Linked DNA regions of Mus musculus: region 1 is linked to region 2. The links are chromatin contacts, called in public Hi-C maps. All regions are on one chromosome and are shown on one strand. Each heading gives the region's core, a stretch centred on a gene start, on an enhancer-like site or on the middle of the called end of the contact. The rest is flanking DNA. Distances are from core to core; before and after follow the strand shown.

Region 1 (3,879 bases), core at 948-3,447, 94 kb before region 2:
ATAATTTGCCTGTGGAGCGCTGAGGATTTTATTGCTGATGATCAAGTAAGGAAAACCATTAACACCAGGCGTAAGAGTGGCTTTGTACACATGATGACGAAATGTTCAAGCGAGGATCATGGCAGATAGGAAGAGTCCAGGGGACATCTCCGGTAAAGGCACATTCTTTTCCTTGTTCTCATCTCTAATAGACGAGGACCAAAAGTCAAAAAATACGTCCTGTTTTCCCACGGGTTCCACTTGCTGAGTCTCCTGCATGAATCTAGATTCTACGATAAAGTGTTCTAATGGGCTGAGGAGGGCCGAGTTGAAACAGTCAGGAAGTGGCCCCACCCTGCTGGTTTTTCCAATTGTGAGTCCAGGTCTCTGTGACTTAGGAAGTGATCCAGAGTGCTGTTGGGGTTTAGCCTGCTGAGGCTCTGACTGTGACTTCTAAGCAGCATTCTCTAGGCCGTCCTTTCTCCTTTTGTTAATACAAGAAATGTTATCTTAGAGAAGTAGGAAAATGTCCAAGAGAAAGAGAGAGACAAAATAAAAGCTTATTATTATTATTATATTATTGCTGGAAATTGAGCCTAGGGCCTTATGCATGCTAGACATTTGCCCTACCACTGAGCTGTGTCCACAGCACATAGATTTAAAACATCCTGTGTGAAATCCAATGTGACCAAAAAGAGGAGGAAGAGGAGGAGGAGAAGTAGCAGGAGGAGGAGGAGGAGCAAGAGGAGCAGGAGAAGGAGGAGGAGGAGGAGGAGGAGGAGGAGGAGGAGGAGGAGGAGGCAGGACAATGAATAAAACCATGTGCAGCTTTTGCAGAGGACCAGAGTTGGGCTCCCAGCACCAGCACAGGGCAGCCTGTAACTCTCGTCCCATGGGCTCTGTCACCACCTTCTGGACTCCGTGGGCACCTGCATACATGTGGTACACTCAGACACTCAAACACAACAAACAAATCCTTTTTTAAAGACTATTTATCTTATACATGTGAGTATATTGTCTCTTCAGACACACAGAAGAGGGCATCAGATCCCATTACAGATGGTTGTGAGCCACCATGTGGTTGCTGGGAATTGAACTCAGGGCCTCTAGGAGAGCAGCCAGTGCACTTAACCGCTGAGCCATCTCTCCAGCCCACAAATAAATCTTTTTAAATAATATGATGGATACTAAAGGTCAGAAACATCTGGAGGAAGGGCTTCGGGGCAAAGGCATGGCTCAGCAATTAGGAATGCTTACTGCTCTTGCAGAGGATGGGGGATTATTTCCCAACACTCCATCAGACAGCTCACAACCACCCGGAGCTCCAGTTCTGAGGAATCTGCTCACACTGCAAGGTGAAGCTGGAGGGCCTGTGGTGTGTTGTTGTTGTTGTTGTTGTTTTGTTTTTTGTTTTGTTTGGTTTGGTTGGTTGTTTAAGAAGACCAAAGGTTGCCTGTGGCCAGCCTCCCTTAGGAAACATCATGAATCCCTGTTAAACCCTGTTAACCCCTGTTGCCTGGTGAGATTCACCCCGAGACTCCTGGAGTGGATGCACACAGCTCCCCCACATCCCTTAACTGCCGTGTGTCCTCAGAATCCTTTCCTGGACGTCTATGCTTCATCCGTTTTCCATTTCACTTGACAAATGCCCTCCAGAGGCAGCTCAAAAATTAACTTTTAAATTGACAAATGTGAGTTGTTTTCATTAAAATCCCCCAGGATAACGGAGAAGCTATGGAGTCTGGAATATAGGGATGTCTGTCCATCTGCTAAAAGAAAAGCCTAGCTCCTGCCACGGGCTGGCCAGTGGCATCTGCTCAGTTGTCCCTGCGTGTCCAGTTTACTCTCTCCTGTCTAGGTTTGAAAATATCGCTTTAGTAAAAGTCATACATGGTCTGGCGTGTCTTTAGTCTCAGCACTGGGATCAGAGGCTGGCGGATCTATGTGAGTTCAAGGCCACCCTATTGTAAAGAAAGAATTTCAGGCCTTCCAGGACTGTGTCTGAAAGTCAGCCATCAAGTTACTTTGAGACCTTTCTGCGGTGTCCCTTCTTATCTCCTTCCCATTCCAGGCAGATGATTCTGTGGCCCATGTCTGTGACCCCATTCCCTGTGACCCTGTCATGTGGCCTTTGTCCCGGCTGTTGCCTGTGCTCCGGGAAGTCCTCTCCAGACTCACACAGTGCACAAACCTCAGGTTTGAGCTGACAGCCTTGGATTTCACTGAGTGCATTAGAGATCCTGTGTGGCTTTAACATGGGGGTGATTGTGTTTACACAGTGTGTTGTCCGCTTGAACGACTGAAGCAAAGAGAGAGGGCAGGGAGATCAGACACGGGGGCAACTGATGTCGGCTGGAGAGGCTGGAGATAAGAAGTGCTTAGGTTCTGGCTTTATACTGAGAGGAATACTGACAGAACTTGTCAGTGGGAGGGAGAGGCAAGAATGATTTCTAGTGTTTGAGACTGGGCCATTGAGAAAATAATGCAAATATGAAATCTCCCTAAATGATACTGCCAAGTTAGGCAATCCTACTAGAATTAGTTGATTGACTGACTGATTAAACTTGTGATTCTTCCCTCCCATCTGATAAGATTAGAAGCATATACTACCACCAACGGCAAATAATTTTTTTAAAACCCCACTTATTTTATTTTTGGTGTATGAATGTTTTGCCTATACACATATTTATATATCACGCGTGTGCTTGGTGTCATCGGTGGCCATACGTAAGAGGGTGTCAGACCTCCCGGCACTGGAGTTACCGATGGTTGTAGGTCACCATGTGGGTTCTCCGAATCAAACCTGTGTCCACAGGAAGATCACCCAGGACTCTTAGGCCTTAGCAGTAAACCTGCAAATAGATTTTTAAAGAAAGAGAAGCCAATGTCTTTTTTATTTTGGTTTTGTTGTGGTGGTTTTTAGTTTTGTTGTTGTTGAGACAGGGTTTCACTCTGTAGCCCTGGCTGTCCTGGAACTCACTATGTAAACCAGGCTGGCCTCGAACTCACAGAGACCCACCTCCCTCTGCCTCCTGAGTTCTGGGATTGAAGGCATGTGCCGCTACTAACAAATTTCTTAAGGCAAACCAAACATCCGGGCAAACTAGGAAAAGTCCTTTCTGAAGCAAGTCAACAACTGCTTAGAAAACAAGACTCCAAGTGGCACAAAAATAAGATTATTTACAAGGGTCCAGAGAGATGGCTCAGTGGTTAAGAACACCAACTGTTCCTCCAGAGGTTCTGAGTTCAATTCCCAGCAATCACATTCTGGTTCACAACCATCTGTAAGGGGATCTGATGCCCTCTTCTGGTGTGTCTGAAGACAGCTACAGTGTACTACGATACATTAAATAAATAAATAAATAAATAAATAAATAAATAAATAAATCTTTTTAAAAAAATACTATTTACAAATGATTAATGAGCAAAGTAAAGATCGAAAGCCGGGTATAGGGGGCTGTAGCCTGCCTGTATTCCTAACCATCACATATAAGGCATCATTATATACAGAGCTGTCATCGGGCCCATCCCTTGGGACTTGGAGTCATAGAGACTGGTTCTACCACACGGAGCTGCTAAGCCGTCTTGGGTCTTTGTATCTCCTTTGGCAACTGTGGCTCTCTGACACATCCATTCCTTTGCTTGCCCAGTCATCTTTCTTTGGAGTCTGATAACGTCTTACCCTCCTCTGTGGCGTTGGTGTTCTTCTCTGGATGAGAACAAAGTGCACCCGGAACTACTGGCTGCTTTCTTATGTCTCCCAGGGACAACCTGCCTAGAGGTGGCTCTACTCACAGGCCAATCTGATGGTGGCAATTCCTCCACTGAGGTTCTCCTTTCCCAGAAGACTCTAGATTATGTCTAACTGAGCAACGAACCAGGACAGCCCTAGAAGACTTG
Region 2 (4,237 bases), core at 1,185-3,684:
CTGCATGCCTCTCCCAAATCCGGGAGTATGATGTATAATCGTGATTACATCATCACATCTAAAAATATTAGTAATAAGTTCATATAATCTAACCTCCAGTCAGAATCAACTTTTTCTCGATTGTTCTAATGCAATATAGTTTTCTCGGGACTAGTATTTGAATGGAAGACCTCATGTACACTCAACAAGCACTTTCTTGGGGCTCCAACCCTAGCACCCCAATGTATCTTTTTACAGCTGCTTTTGTTCAGGCAGAATCCAATTATGAGTGCACCCTGTCTTTTAAAGCTCACAGCTGCCCCTCTTTTTGCACCCCCCAACTTTGATTTATTTTATTTTTTAATATCCATGCCAGCTTACTCACATGCTAAGTTGTTCCGGTTGTTCTTTTATATTGTGATCTCACTTTGCCCTATCCTTTCTAGATGTTACATCTGAAGAGTATATGACTTGGGCAGGCCATTGTCAGAAACATTCTCGGGTAATGTTTTCTTTTTTATACATCTATTTATTTGGGGGGGGGGGGGTGTCACACACACGTTGGAAGCTGGAGGACAATTTCCAGGAGTCAGTTCTTTCCTGCTGCTGTGTAGGTTCTAGAGCTACAACTTGGGTTACCACAGCTGGTGACAAATGCCTTTAGCCCGTGCAACCGCCATGGCTCACCATTCGTAATGATTGCTTTATTTAATGTCACCCCACTGACCCAGTGCCTTTCCTCAGAAGTGAGTCACTAAAGGCTGAGATGAGACTCTGGGAAGCCCATCCTATTAGGTAGGTAAACATTCCATACCCTTTCAAACTGCTGTATTTCATGATCTCTGAGCAATGGATCTCCTTGTCAAACTTTCTGCAAAGACTACATGGTGGCCTCAAAAGTCTGTCTTAGGGGTTTTCAAACCCTTGGAAACTGAGGATGCCCAAACCAGACAGGCATGCATCCTTGAATGCAGTCAGCGGCTAAGTTGATCTCCCCAGAAAGGTAAACAAAGTTGGGAATGATAGGAATCCAGGCACTGCTCTGAACTGAGACCCAGTATTATTAACTTGTCTTAAAGACAGCCTCCCAGCAGGCCAGTTCTTTAGACTGGGGCTTAGCTGTGTCTGGACAGTTGCATTTTTGAGATCATTGTTTTAGAGTCTTGCTTACTTTTATCGATAGCTGGGGCTGATTCTGCACATTCCAAACTTGTATGGAAATACCAGCCAGACTGCACGGGCCAATCTCAATCACCTTTCTCTGCCTTCTTGGAAACCTTGAGATAGGAAAACGAAAGAAAAATACAACCAAGAGAAGAGACTAATGCAGACAACGTGACGGTTCCGGTAACTGCTCTATCCAAACTCCTTACTAGCTTCTTAAAAGACTTGAAAGTACTTCATCCACAATGAAAAGACGCTTTTGAAAATGTTATGTGGTGAATACCTTTAATCCCAGCACTTGGGAGGCAGAGGCAGGTGGATCTCTGTGAGTTTGAGTGCAGCCTAGTCTACAGAGTGAGTTTCAGGACAGCTAGGGCTACACAGAGAATCCGTACCTCAAAACCCAAAGCCAAAAAAAAAAACAAAAAACAAATAAAAAAGTGTTGCATGGGACTAGAGAAATGGCTCAGCGCTTAAGAACACCGACTACTCTTCTGAAGGTCATGAGTTCAAATCCCAGCAACCACATGATGGCTCACAACCATCTGTAATGAGATCTGATGCCCTCTTCTGGGGTGTCTGAAGACAGCTACAGTGTACTTACATATAATAAGTAAATAAATCTTAAAAAAAAAAAAGTGCTGGGTAGTGGTGGTGCACGCCTTTAATCCCAGCACTCGGGAGGCAGAGGCAGACGGATTTCTGAGTTCGAGGCCAGCCTGGTCTACAGAGTGAGTTCCAGGGCAGCCAGGGATATACAGAGAAACCCTGTCTTGAAAAAGTGTTGCATGAATAGATGAAGCTATCCTGGAGTTGCTTTGTGCTGGTTGACATAAAATAATCGCGACAAGAACAGTGCAGTCCTTGACTTAAGTCCTACCCATGCCTTACTTACCTCTGCAACAAATCCTGACTGCTGAGACAGGGTATGTGTGAGGAGCCTGGAGAGCAGACCAAGGGATGCTTCTCACTATAGAGACTATTCCAGGCTGTACCTTACTCCACGGCTTACAAAAAAAATGTATAACGATGAGGGTGTGTCCGTGTGCCTTACTTATTACGTGCATGCGGAACTCAGAAGACAACTGTGGAACTTGCTTCTCTCCTTCCATCCCGTAGATCCCAGAGGCTCAAACTCAGGCTTGGCAGCAAGCACCATTGCCTGCTGAGCCTTCTTACCACATATCTCCCCTTTCTTTGGCCCAGGACTTCCGGGACCCTAACACCAATGGGCCCTCTCTCAGATAAAGCCAGATGAGATGGTATGAGGATTTGTGCAATGGAAAAGTTCTTTAGTTGCTCAAGGGCTATTTGTTGAAGATCAATTATTAACTAACCAAGGCTGGAAGCTTTAAGAGGGGAAATAAATAACATCTTTGTTTTTCTATTAGCTTGAGCTAATAGAGAAGGGGAGAGCAGGCGATAGGCAGATGCAGATTAACTCGCCAGCTTTAACAGTATTAAGCCGGGGAGTTGGGGGGGAGGCATGACTGTAGCCAAGTAATCTGCAGACTCGGACTGGTCACATTCCTGGTCCCAGGCTGTTCACAGGATAGACTGCAATTGAGTGGTGGTAGGTGGATAGCAAGGTACATTTCTTGCTGACTAACAAAAGAATCCAGAGGGAGCTATTCCTTATCCAAATTCCTATCTGGTTTTCAAACCATTCTCACCGCTCAGCATGCATTGTCTTTAGGTCATTATATAGCTCTACGGCTAGTGCGTGGTGACCCACAAAGACCTACAAGCTATGTCCCAGGTTGCTCTAAGGTCCTCTGTGCCAATAAAACCTCCCCCTCCACATACAACCTCTAGGTTAGATTTGAGCCCTGCTAATTGTGCAATTCTTAATTCCAAATGAATTTCAAGCTTGTCTAAATGTTGTAGCATGCAACAAAGAGAAGACTCAGATATAAAATTAGGACCAATACCCTTTGCTGAAATTGGGTCTCATTATGTTGCCCAGGCTGGCTTTGAACTCTCGCAAGTGTTGGGATTACAGGAGTGCACAACCATGGGACCAGTAATTAAAAGAGAGAAAAAGAAGCCGTTTGCGCATTGGTATACTGCTCTACTTTGAAGCCTGTTAAAGAAACTGTGTTTTCTGTTGTCCATAGTAAACGGTCTATCAAGCAAGGCATGGAAGCACATCATTTAATTCCAGTACTTGGGAGGCAGAGGCAGGCAGATCTCTGAATTTGAGGTTAGCGTGGTCTACAGAGCAAGTTCCAGGATAGCCAGGACTGCACAGAGAAACCTGCCTTGGGAGGAAAAAAATTATGTAGGATTACTGGCATGGATGTTGGGAGAGACCTGGGATGTCAGAACACATACTGGTACAAGCTGTTACTGGGACAGCTAGGGAAGCCAAACAGAGAGCATGGGTGTCCAGCAGCAGATCTGTGTGGATCTGCAAGGTAGTGGCTGACAACCAAAATAGTGAGATTTCAGAGGAGTGTGGAGAAAGTGGCAGAAGAACGGGGCTGAAGTGACATCGGGTGACACTTCCAGATGAGAAGCCAGAGATAGAAGTACAGCAAATGCAAATAAGGGGCCAGAGGAGAGAAAAGGGGGCCTGTCTTTTTTTTTTTTTTTTTTTTTTTTTGGTTTTTGGAGACAGGGTTTCTCTCATAGCCCCAGCTGCCCTGGAACTCACTCTGTAGACCAGGCTGGCCTCGAACTCAGAAATCCACCTGCCTCTGCCTCCCGAGTGCTGGGATTAAAGGCATTCACCACCACACCCAGCTCAAGGGTGTCCTTTCAACCAAAGCAATCAGGCAGTTTAGGGAAATGACAACACAGTCAGGCCTCACAAAACCCAAGAGGAACAAGAAAGCCTTTTGGAAGTTAATAAGATGCTGTCCAGCCACCACACCAGGCTCTCAGACACCAGCTTTTGATGAGAGCAAATAGGACCTAGAGATAGCTTGGACTTCTCTCCTGCTGCTGTTTGCCCGTCAACAATGTTTGTTGCACATATATTCTGTACGCTCTACTTTCCCAACTCAAAATAACTGCAAGGACTTCATTATAGACAAAGAAAGAAAACAAACAAACAAACAAATCTAGCACTGAAACCCAATAAGCAAAAAAG

Evidence for each region. Hi-C and Micro-C count contacts between places; a contact is called where the count stands out from the background.
Region 1: a contact with region 2 is called in a Hi-C map of liver, with 3 times the contacts expected there. The contact joins two enhancer-like sites. A contact is called at or near these places in 13 of 484 Hi-C or Micro-C datasets (CD4 single positive thymocytes, CD8 T cells, the HPC-5 cell line and 9 more), 4 of 115 datasets of contacts at active chromatin or transcription factors (differentiating embryonic stem cells, embryonic stem cells, extraembryonic endoderm stem cells and 1 more) and 3 of 9 other capture datasets (adipose tissue, liver and pancreatic islet).

The regions. Positions count from the first base shown.
Region 1 is chr8:47,556,329-47,560,207 of GRCm38.p6, forward strand. No RefSeq gene overlaps it. Among named protein-coding and RNA genes, the nearest start is that of Rwdd4a, 25 kb to the left of the region's middle. Within about 2 kb of position 2,198, at least 11 of the 459 cell types and tissues checked have an H3K27ac peak or open chromatin away from gene starts, as enhancers often do. A contact at or near this core is called in liver and pancreatic islet, where this site is marked.
Region 2 is chr8:47,649,962-47,654,198 of GRCm38.p6, forward strand. No RefSeq gene overlaps it. Among named protein-coding and RNA genes, the nearest start is that of Ing2, 23 kb to the right of the region's middle. Within about 2 kb of position 2,435, at least 24 of the 459 cell types and tissues checked have an H3K27ac peak or open chromatin away from gene starts, as enhancers often do. A contact at or near this core is called in liver and pancreatic islet, where this site is marked.